Regions from separate parts of the Anas platyrhynchos genome. Here region 1 is linked to region 2. A link is a contact called in public Hi-C data. All regions are on one chromosome and are shown on one strand. Each heading gives the region's core, a stretch centred on a gene start, on an enhancer-like site or on the middle of the called end of the contact. The rest is flanking DNA. Distances are from core to core; before and after follow the strand shown. Region 1 holds the start of IRS2 (insulin receptor substrate 2). Region 2 overlaps MYO16 (myosin XVI).

Evidence for each region. A called contact is a pair of places that touch in the nucleus more often than the background predicts.
Region 1: a Hi-C map of skeletal muscle shows a contact between it and region 2, with 2.0 times the contacts expected there. The contact joins the promoter of IRS2 here to the enhancer-like site in region 2. A contact is called at or near these places in 3 of 8 Hi-C or Micro-C datasets (skeletal muscle and subcutaneous adipose tissue).

The regions. Positions count from the first base shown.
Region 1 is chr1:146,044,368-146,048,486 of IASCAAS_PekinDuck_T2T, reverse strand. It overlaps IRS2 (insulin receptor substrate 2), which reads left to right and starts at 1,751. Exons shown (of 2, transcript XM_038173343.2): 1 at 1,751-4,119. The coding sequence starts at 2,128.
Region 2 is chr1:145,702,193-145,706,465 of IASCAAS_PekinDuck_T2T, reverse strand. All of the region lies in intron 27 of MYO16 (myosin XVI), which reads right to left. Among named protein-coding and RNA genes, the nearest start is that of MYO16, 300 kb to the right of the region's middle. Within about 2 kb of position 1,440, at least 1 of the 8 cell types and tissues checked has an H3K27ac peak or open chromatin away from gene starts, as enhancers often do.

The DNA of each region.
Region 1 (4,119 bases), core at 502-3,001, 340 kb before region 2:
CCTGTGTTTTGAAACAGTTATACATGAAAAACAAAACAAAAACAAACAAAATGTTATTTTAGGGGAAAAAAAAAAAAAAGCTTGTTATGCATCAGCCACTGCTAAAATTAAATGATACAGATACTCTTTATATCAATGTCAATATAGAAATCAATCCTGATTGCTAGTCTATCTCAATGCCTGTCATACAAATTGTTTGCTTAGTTCTGCTGTTAGTCAGTACATCAAAACGTTTATTGAACGTATCGTAATGACTTACATATATGAAAATACCATTTAGACAAATGAATATTCATCTTCTTTAGCATGTCAGATGTAAGAATGCGTGCGTAAGGTCACCGAGTGTATTTCATAAACGTCTGGAAAAATCTTTCCAAATTTGCAAGGGGTTTCCAGACAAATGACTCCTGATGGCGTTTACGGGCCCAGCTCGCTCGGAGCAGCAAGAAATTGCTCACCTAACGCCCCTGAAGCCTGCAGCTGACAGCCTAGCGGTAGCACAGCCACTGCGCCTGATTTTCCATGGGAAACCTTCCGCGCTGAGGTCCGCTGTGCCATCGCAACGCGTCATCTAAAATTCACAATTCCCTGCCTCTTCCACGCATTTTCCAGACGCGGGAGCCGTCGCCCGTTGCCAGGACAGCGAGCGGGGTCAGCACGCCTTGCTTTCGGCTGGGACGCGGGGAGATGGTGAGGACCTTGCCCAGGGTGACCCGCTGCATCAGCAGCGTACAGCGGGCACCCCGGGGAGAGAGGTCAAGGCCTCGCCCCCCCCACCTCCTGCCTTTCTCCCCTTGCTTCCCCAAAAAATAAAACACAACCCAAACCCCGCCAGCTCCCAGCCAAGCCGCTCCATGGCAGCCTCCCAGCGCTAGGCACCACCGCGGTGGTCTCCCCCTGCCTCTCCCCCTCCTTCCCTCAGCTGCTCATTGCCAAAGGAGGCTGCGGGCAGCTTGCCTCCCCCCTCCTCCATCCCCTTTTATTTATTTATTTTTAAAATTTGCGTGACCCCAGCCTCACTTTCCTCCCCTCTGTCCGTGCGTGTACAAGAGGCGGGGGCACCCCCACTTAGGGAAAGGCGTGAGCCCCGCGGCGTTAAACCCCACTTTATTGCATTTATCGCACATATATATATAAATATATATATATATATATATATATATATATATATATGTATATATGCGGTCCCCGCTCCGGGCGGCGTTTCCCCACCACACGCAGATAACGGGGCGGAGGAGGGAAGGAGAGAAAAAGGAGGGGAGGGGGGGGCGTGAGGTGGGCGCCGCTCTGCGTGCGTGCGTGGGGAGGGCTGACGCACACACACACGCGTGTGAGGGGCTGAGTGTGTGAGGAGGCAGGAGGAGGGGCGGCGGGCACACGCACACGCCCGGAAGCCCGGCTCCGGGGGCGCCGCCACCTGCCGGCAGCCCCCCCACAGCCCGCTGCGGCTTCAGGGGTGCGGAGGGGCGAGCCCGCGGCCACCCTGCCCCTCACGCCCCGCCAACGGTCGCAACGGTCCCCGAGGCGGGCACGCTCCGGGGGCGGGGCGGGGCCGGGTCCCGCCGCCGCCGCGGGCGGCGCCTGAGGGGAGCCGGGGGCCGTGGGCGGGAAGGGGCCCGCCGGCGGGGGCGGGGGGAGGCGAGGCTCCCGGCGGCCAATGGCAGCGCGCCGCCTCTGGGCTCGGCGCCCGCCCCGCCGCGCGATTGGCGGCGGCGGCTGTCGCTCTGGCGGCGCGGCGGCCAATGAGGGGCGGCGGCGGCGGCGGCGGGGTGCCGCCCCCGGCGCGGTGTGTGAGCGCCTCGGTAACTGGGCGGTCACGTGTTGTTTTGCTCTTTAGTTGGGGCACTCGGTGCGCGATGCGTTACTCACTGCCACGCTCCCGCCGGCGCAGGCAGCACCAGCGGCAGCGGCAGCGCGGCGAGCTGGGAAGCGCTCGCAGCGCCGGCACCAGCAGCAGCAGCAGCAGGAGCAGCGCTGCCGGCAGCTCAGCCGGGGCAGCAGCAGCAAGAGCAGCAGGAGCCGGAGCCGCTGCCTCCTCCTCCTCGTCCTCCTCCTCCTAGCGCGGTGTCCCCGCCGAGGGCGCCCGTCCCGGCCCGGCGCAGGCAGGCAGCCGCCTGGGGGCCGGGGATGGCGAGCCCCGCCGTGCTGGGTCCTTCGGGCTCGCCGCCCGGCCCCAACCTGAACAACAACAACAACAACAACCAGGGCGTGAGGAAGTGCGGCTACCTGCGCAAGCAGAAGCACGGCCACAAGCGCTTCTTCGTGCTGCGGGGGCCGGGCGGCGGGGAGGAGGCGGGGGGCGCCCGGCTGGAGTACTACGAGAGCGAGAAGAAATGGAGGAACAAGTCCGGGGCGCCCAAGCGGGTGATCGCCCTGGACTCGTGCCTCAACATCAACAAGCGCGCCGACGCCAAGCACAAGTACCTGATCGCCCTCTACACCAAGGACGAGTACTTCGCCGTGGCGGCCGAGAACGAGCAGGAGCAGGAGGGCTGGTACCGGGCGCTCACCGACCTGCTGAGCGAGGGCAAGGCGGCCGGGCAGGGCTCGCCGCGCCGCCACCTCCCGTCGCCCTTCGCCGCCTCCTGCAGCGCCGCCGCCGCCGCCGCCTCCTCCTCGCTGGCGGCCGGCGGCGAGGAGCTGGGCTACGGGCTGGTGGCGCCGGCCGCCGCCGCCTACCGGGAGGTCTGGCAGGTGACGCTGAAGCCCAAGGGCTTGGGGCAGAGCAAGAACCTGACGGGCGTGCACCGGCTGTGCCTGTCGGCCCGCACCATCGGCTTCGTGCGGCTCAACTGCGAGCTGCCGGCGGTCACGCTGCAGCTGATGAACATCCGGCGCTGCGGCCACTCGGACAGCTTCTTCTTCATCGAGGTGGGGCGCTCGGCCGCCACCGGGCCCGGCGAGCTGTGGATGCAGGCGGACGACTCGGTGGTGGCGCAGAACATCCACGAGACCATCCTGGAGGCCATGAAGGCGCTGAAGGAGCTGTCCGAGTTCCGGCCCCGCAGCAAGAGCCAGTCCTCCTCCTCCTCCTCCTCCGGCGGGGCGGGCGGCGGCGGCGGCTGCGCCCCGTCCTCGGCCACCCACCCCATCACCGTGCCCGGCCGCCGCCACCACCACCACCCCCACCACCACCCCCACCACCACCTGGTCAACCTGCCCCCCAGCCAGACCGGGCTGCTGCGCCGCTCCCGCACCGACAGCCTGGCCGCCGGCCCCAAGTGCACGCCCTGCAGGGTGCGGACGGCCAGCGAGGGCGACGGCTGCCGGGTGGGCTCCGCCGCCGGCAGCCCCATGAGCCCCGGCCCCGTGCGGACCCCGCTGAGCCGCTCGCACACGCTGAGCGGTGGCGGTACCGGAGGGGCAGCGGGAGCAGCGCGGCCGGCGGGGAAGCTGCTGCCGGTGCTGGGCGGCGGCGGGCTGCAGGGCAGCCGCTCCATGTCCATGCCCGCCTCGCACTCGCCGCCCTCGGCCGCCAGCCCGCTCAGCCTGTCGGCCAGCAGCGGGCTGGGCTCGGAGCCGCCGCACCCGCACCAGCCGCAGCGCCCGTCCAGCGGCAGCGCCTCGGTGTCCGGCTCGCCCAGCGACGCCGGCTTCATGTCCTTCGACGAGTACGGCTCCAGCCCCGGCGGCGACCTGCGGCCCTTCTCCTCCTCCTCCACCGCCAGCAACCGCAGCAACACGCCCGAGTCGGTGGCCGACACCCCCCCGGCGCGGGACCCCGCTGCCGCCGGCGGGGGCACCGAGCTGTACGGCTACATGGCGATGGAGAGACCCCCCAGCGGCCGCCTCTGCTACCGGCCCTGCCCCGACCCGGCGGCCGACCGGGGGCACCGCAAGCGGACATACTCGCTGACCACCCCGTGCCGGCAGAGGCCCCCCCCGCCGCAGCTCTCCTCCGCCTCCCTGGACGAGTACACGCTGATGCGCGCCTCCTTCGCCGGCAGCGCCGGCCGCCTCTTCCCCTCCTTCCCTGCCGCCGCCTCCCCCAAAGTGACCTACACCCCTTACCCCGAGGACTACGGGGACATCGAGATCGGCTCGCACCGCAGCTCCGGCAGCAGCAGCACCAACCTGGGGCCGCCGGCAGGGGGGGGAGGAGGAGGAGGAGGAGGAGGA
Region 2 (4,273 bases), core at 191-2,690:
AGGCTTCTTCTCACTGACAGGTCATATATTTTCCCCACATAAATAACGCAGAATATATTTGTAAGGCTTTAGAGGCGATCCCGAGAAACCTAGTGAGCTACCTTGCTAAAAAAGACTTCAATGAGGTGAAATACATTTCAGCTAAACTTCCATTGATGAATTAGTTGTGTAGACTTTCTTAAAAGTCAATAGAAGATGCTATTTGAGTGTCATATACTCTGTTGTAACACTGATCCTTAAAATAGTTCAGATAAATTTTGCACTGTATGACCCCATTTCTTTCCACTGAGTATAAAAATAGGGTATGTATGTTCCCAATTCCAGCATAGACATGTACCGTTAGACAAAGTGAGTCCCTTTCCTAGGAAAGTAGAGAGGCTGATAAAAAGCAAGATCTCATGGCCTAGCCAGAGCAATTTATTCACTAATGGATCCAAAACAAAATAAAAACCAGGCAGATTTAAAGGATTAAATTGACTCTATACTCCTCCGCCACCATGTAAACACTAACAGTGTGCATTAGGAAATGCAAGACCACTTGCACCCTCCTTCCAGTTACAAATTATCATCAGGGAGCTCTCCCAGTCTTCATCCTCTCTACAGGAAACCAGTGTGTGTTTACCTCACCTTCATCCTTAGCACTGTCCTCTTCCCAACCTGTAAGTTTAACACAACAGAAGAAAGCTTTTGGCTAGACAGGTTGGCACTGTGAGCATGGTCTGGCTGGAACCCTCTGGTGTCATAGAACTTGTGCTCTAACCTCTTTTCTTTCACTTCTCAGTTTTGCTCTTTATCATGAAGATTTTTCGATTGTTTGGACTAGACACTACTGCCAATGCCTTCAGGTAGTTTGTGAATATGGAAAACTCAGTTCTCTTGAGTCTTCAAAGATGAGTGTTATCTGATCATTTTCTCCTTCACTTCCCTAAGTACACAACTGACAAGATCCAACAGGCTGCTTTTTTTTCTTCTTTTTTTATATTTTTTTTCTTTGGTAGAATATTCCTGAGTTCAGGTTATGGCACAGTAACCCACAGTCATACTCTCAGGCTCAGCACATTATTTGATTTACATGGAGTGTGCACAAATAGGCGGTAGGGCTGTACTCCCAGTTCTGTATACACAGCAAATCTTTAAGCATCGGAATAAACACCACACACTCAATTTCAATAGAACATCAACATGATAGAAGACACTAATGGAAAGAACATTGCAAGTACAAAGGGCACAAAAACAAGCAGCTCCAAATCAACAGCTTACACAAACCACATTGGTGTCCTTGAACTGATGCCTCAAAAATACCTTTTTTTCCTCTCTCTCTCTTTTTTTTTTTTTTTTCTTTTCTCCTCTTTGTTTGATTTTGCTATTCTATTTCTCGGGGCTTTCTCCCGCTTAGCCAAGAAAGAACAAAGTTAGAGATATCTACTGAGCGCAGTCCAATGTCCTCAGTAAGAGGATAGCTTTGAATACCAGAACTCCAATCTTTCCTGAAAGCAACTCCTTCTCTCCATGTCTTTGTCTTGTTGTTTCAGAAATGAAAATCACATATGGCTGGCATGCAGCTGCCTCATAGCAGTGCTAAGTAATGTAGTTTTAAGTGGTAAATATCCAAACACAGCTTATGCAAAGAAAAATAGTCAGTCCTGCCAGTGTAATTCATTATGTTGCCGTTTCGTTTTCTCTTTCTTTTGTTTACTATGCTGTATTCTGTTTGCCAAGTTAAAATGGCATGATTCAGTAAGATCTATTCAAAAGGTAGTGAATAAAAGAAGGCAATCCAAATTAACCTGTATAATGTATTTCTGCTAAAAGAAATGTAAAAATTGTCATCACAAAGGAGTAAAAACAGGTTGCGCTGTCTTACTAAATTCTCTTTTCTTCCTTTCTAAACTTCTTTTTTTCCTTTGACAACCAGTAACAGATTGATGTATTATTATGTCTGTGAAATATGTGAAAGAGATGGACTTTGTTTGCAAAACTTGTCACTATGTGCTCATAACTCAAGATCTTTAGTTTTGTTTGTTTGGATTTGGGGAGGATGGGGAGAGTGGGTTAGGCATGGCTTGTATTTGAAAAATCTATCAAGTGAGAGCTGAAATATCTAGAGGATCTATCTACTGCAGAGAGAAACCTATCCTTTTCAAGGGAAGGTAAGACATTTGGAAACGTTTCAAGTGATAGAAACTTTGTAAAAACAGTCACCAGAAAAGAATAGGATGGAATTTTGATTAATGTTATGTGTATACATGTATAAAGGATACATAGTCATTCTAGTTCCCTGTTATATCTTTTTTTTTTTCTTTTTAATTAAGGAATAACCTAATTATCTTTGAAATATGAGGAACAAGGGAAATTCCAGATAATTAGAAAAGGTGAAATAGAGTATTATGGTTTCCAAGAAAAGAAAAGAGATTTTGCCAATCTCTGTGCAATATATAAAATATAAATATATTGTTATACAGCATAAATATTAACACTTAAATCAGGTATTCAAAATTTGAGATAGAATAAACCCTTGACAGACATGAATAAAAAGATGCCTTTATAAAAACAGATTATAGCAGAGAAAAGAGATTGCATTTGGGGCTTATTTGGTAGAAGTACGAAAATACAAGATAAGAGGACTGTAAGTTTCACCTTTATGTAACACAACAGTTTTGGACTGAGTCTGCTTCATACAGACTTACAGAGATAATCCGCATAGGTGTGGACATGAACATACATGCATGAAGTGCAATTTGCCTAATAGGTTTGAAATGATGAATAAGTATATGTGGCAACGAACCAAAACTTCAGAGTGCCTGCATACCATGGTATTAGGTTTTACAATATCTTAATTGATATCAAGCAATGCAGGATTAAATGGCTAGACCTACAGACCAATTAGAATTAAGAGAGAAAATAAAATTAAAGTCATTTTGGAAAAACCGCAAGCAGTTTTGCTGGGTTAACCTGACAGCTATTTGCTGAGAGAAAGAAACCTGAAAAGCAATCATGCTCAGAGCAATCTTACAGCAAACTGCCAGGTATGATAGCTTCATGACAGTGCTTTTATACACCACTAGAACCCAGAAACTTTTCAGCTGATGAAATATTCTGATTTTTTACTTCAACATTTTAATTCCTTACATAAAGGCACAGGGTCATGGATGGCACGCTTTAACACGTCTATGGAGAAAAAGAAAAATAGAGAGACCTAAATGGTATGTAACTGAGATAAAATAGCAAAATTAAGGACAAAGAAACACAAGTGAAAAAGACTTAGAAAATCCCCATGGCATAATTTTACAGTGACCTGCATCAGCCCTACATGGAGCTCAGTACAGACTTTTGAGGGAGGGTCTGGGCTGTGAAATCCACTGAATCAGAATAAACTTGCACAGTAAGTGGTCATTTAGGATATCTTAATTTAGACTGAATAAAGTACAAAATAAATCCCTCATATAAAGAAACCAGTTGTGATGGGTGATAGACAAGTGACTTGCAAGGATTTTTTTCTTTCCTAAATTTTATGGGTTTTGCATCAGGTTTTGTCATCCTCAATCTCTTCTAGATGTGTGAAGTGCAATTTCTGGAGAGAAGAAATAACGAAGACCCACGTATCTTAATCCTGGAATATTTATTCATATACTTCATGTAATTAAGCAGGGGCTTCCTCATCTCAGACAATGTGGCAGCAGAATAATAAATAGAATATAAATTATAGTTCAACTCTTGGGATTAGTGGATTCAGCTATGCAAATAAAAAAATGAATTCACAACATCTGCTAAAGATTTGCATTACAATACTTCTGCATTATCTTACTTAAAGCTGACACTCCCATTCCACCTACATAAAGCAATGTAAAAACGTATTTACTTAAGGAATTGGCAAAAATTAAATCAAAAATACACTTGCATCAAACAGACAATCACCCATATTACACAAACATGCCTCTAACTCTGTAAATGTTTACATTTCCCTCTAGGCCTTCTCCATAGCTAATTTCCTCTTCATGTTTGGGCACTCCACAAGCACACACATACAGCAGGAAAATGTTTCCCTCCCTGTACATGAAATATAAGGACTGAAGAACAACTTCAACTTTATCAAACTGATAACTTGATTCTGTATTATAGGTGGTTATAGGACTGCTGTATAATGAAAGAGTTTACCTTCACAGACATAGCCATGTGAAAACAGGGCATCAAAAACAGACGCCCTGCAAAACTTAAAGGATCAAAAGGTACACTTTTTTTTTTTTTTTTAACACACACCAGAATATAGGAATGC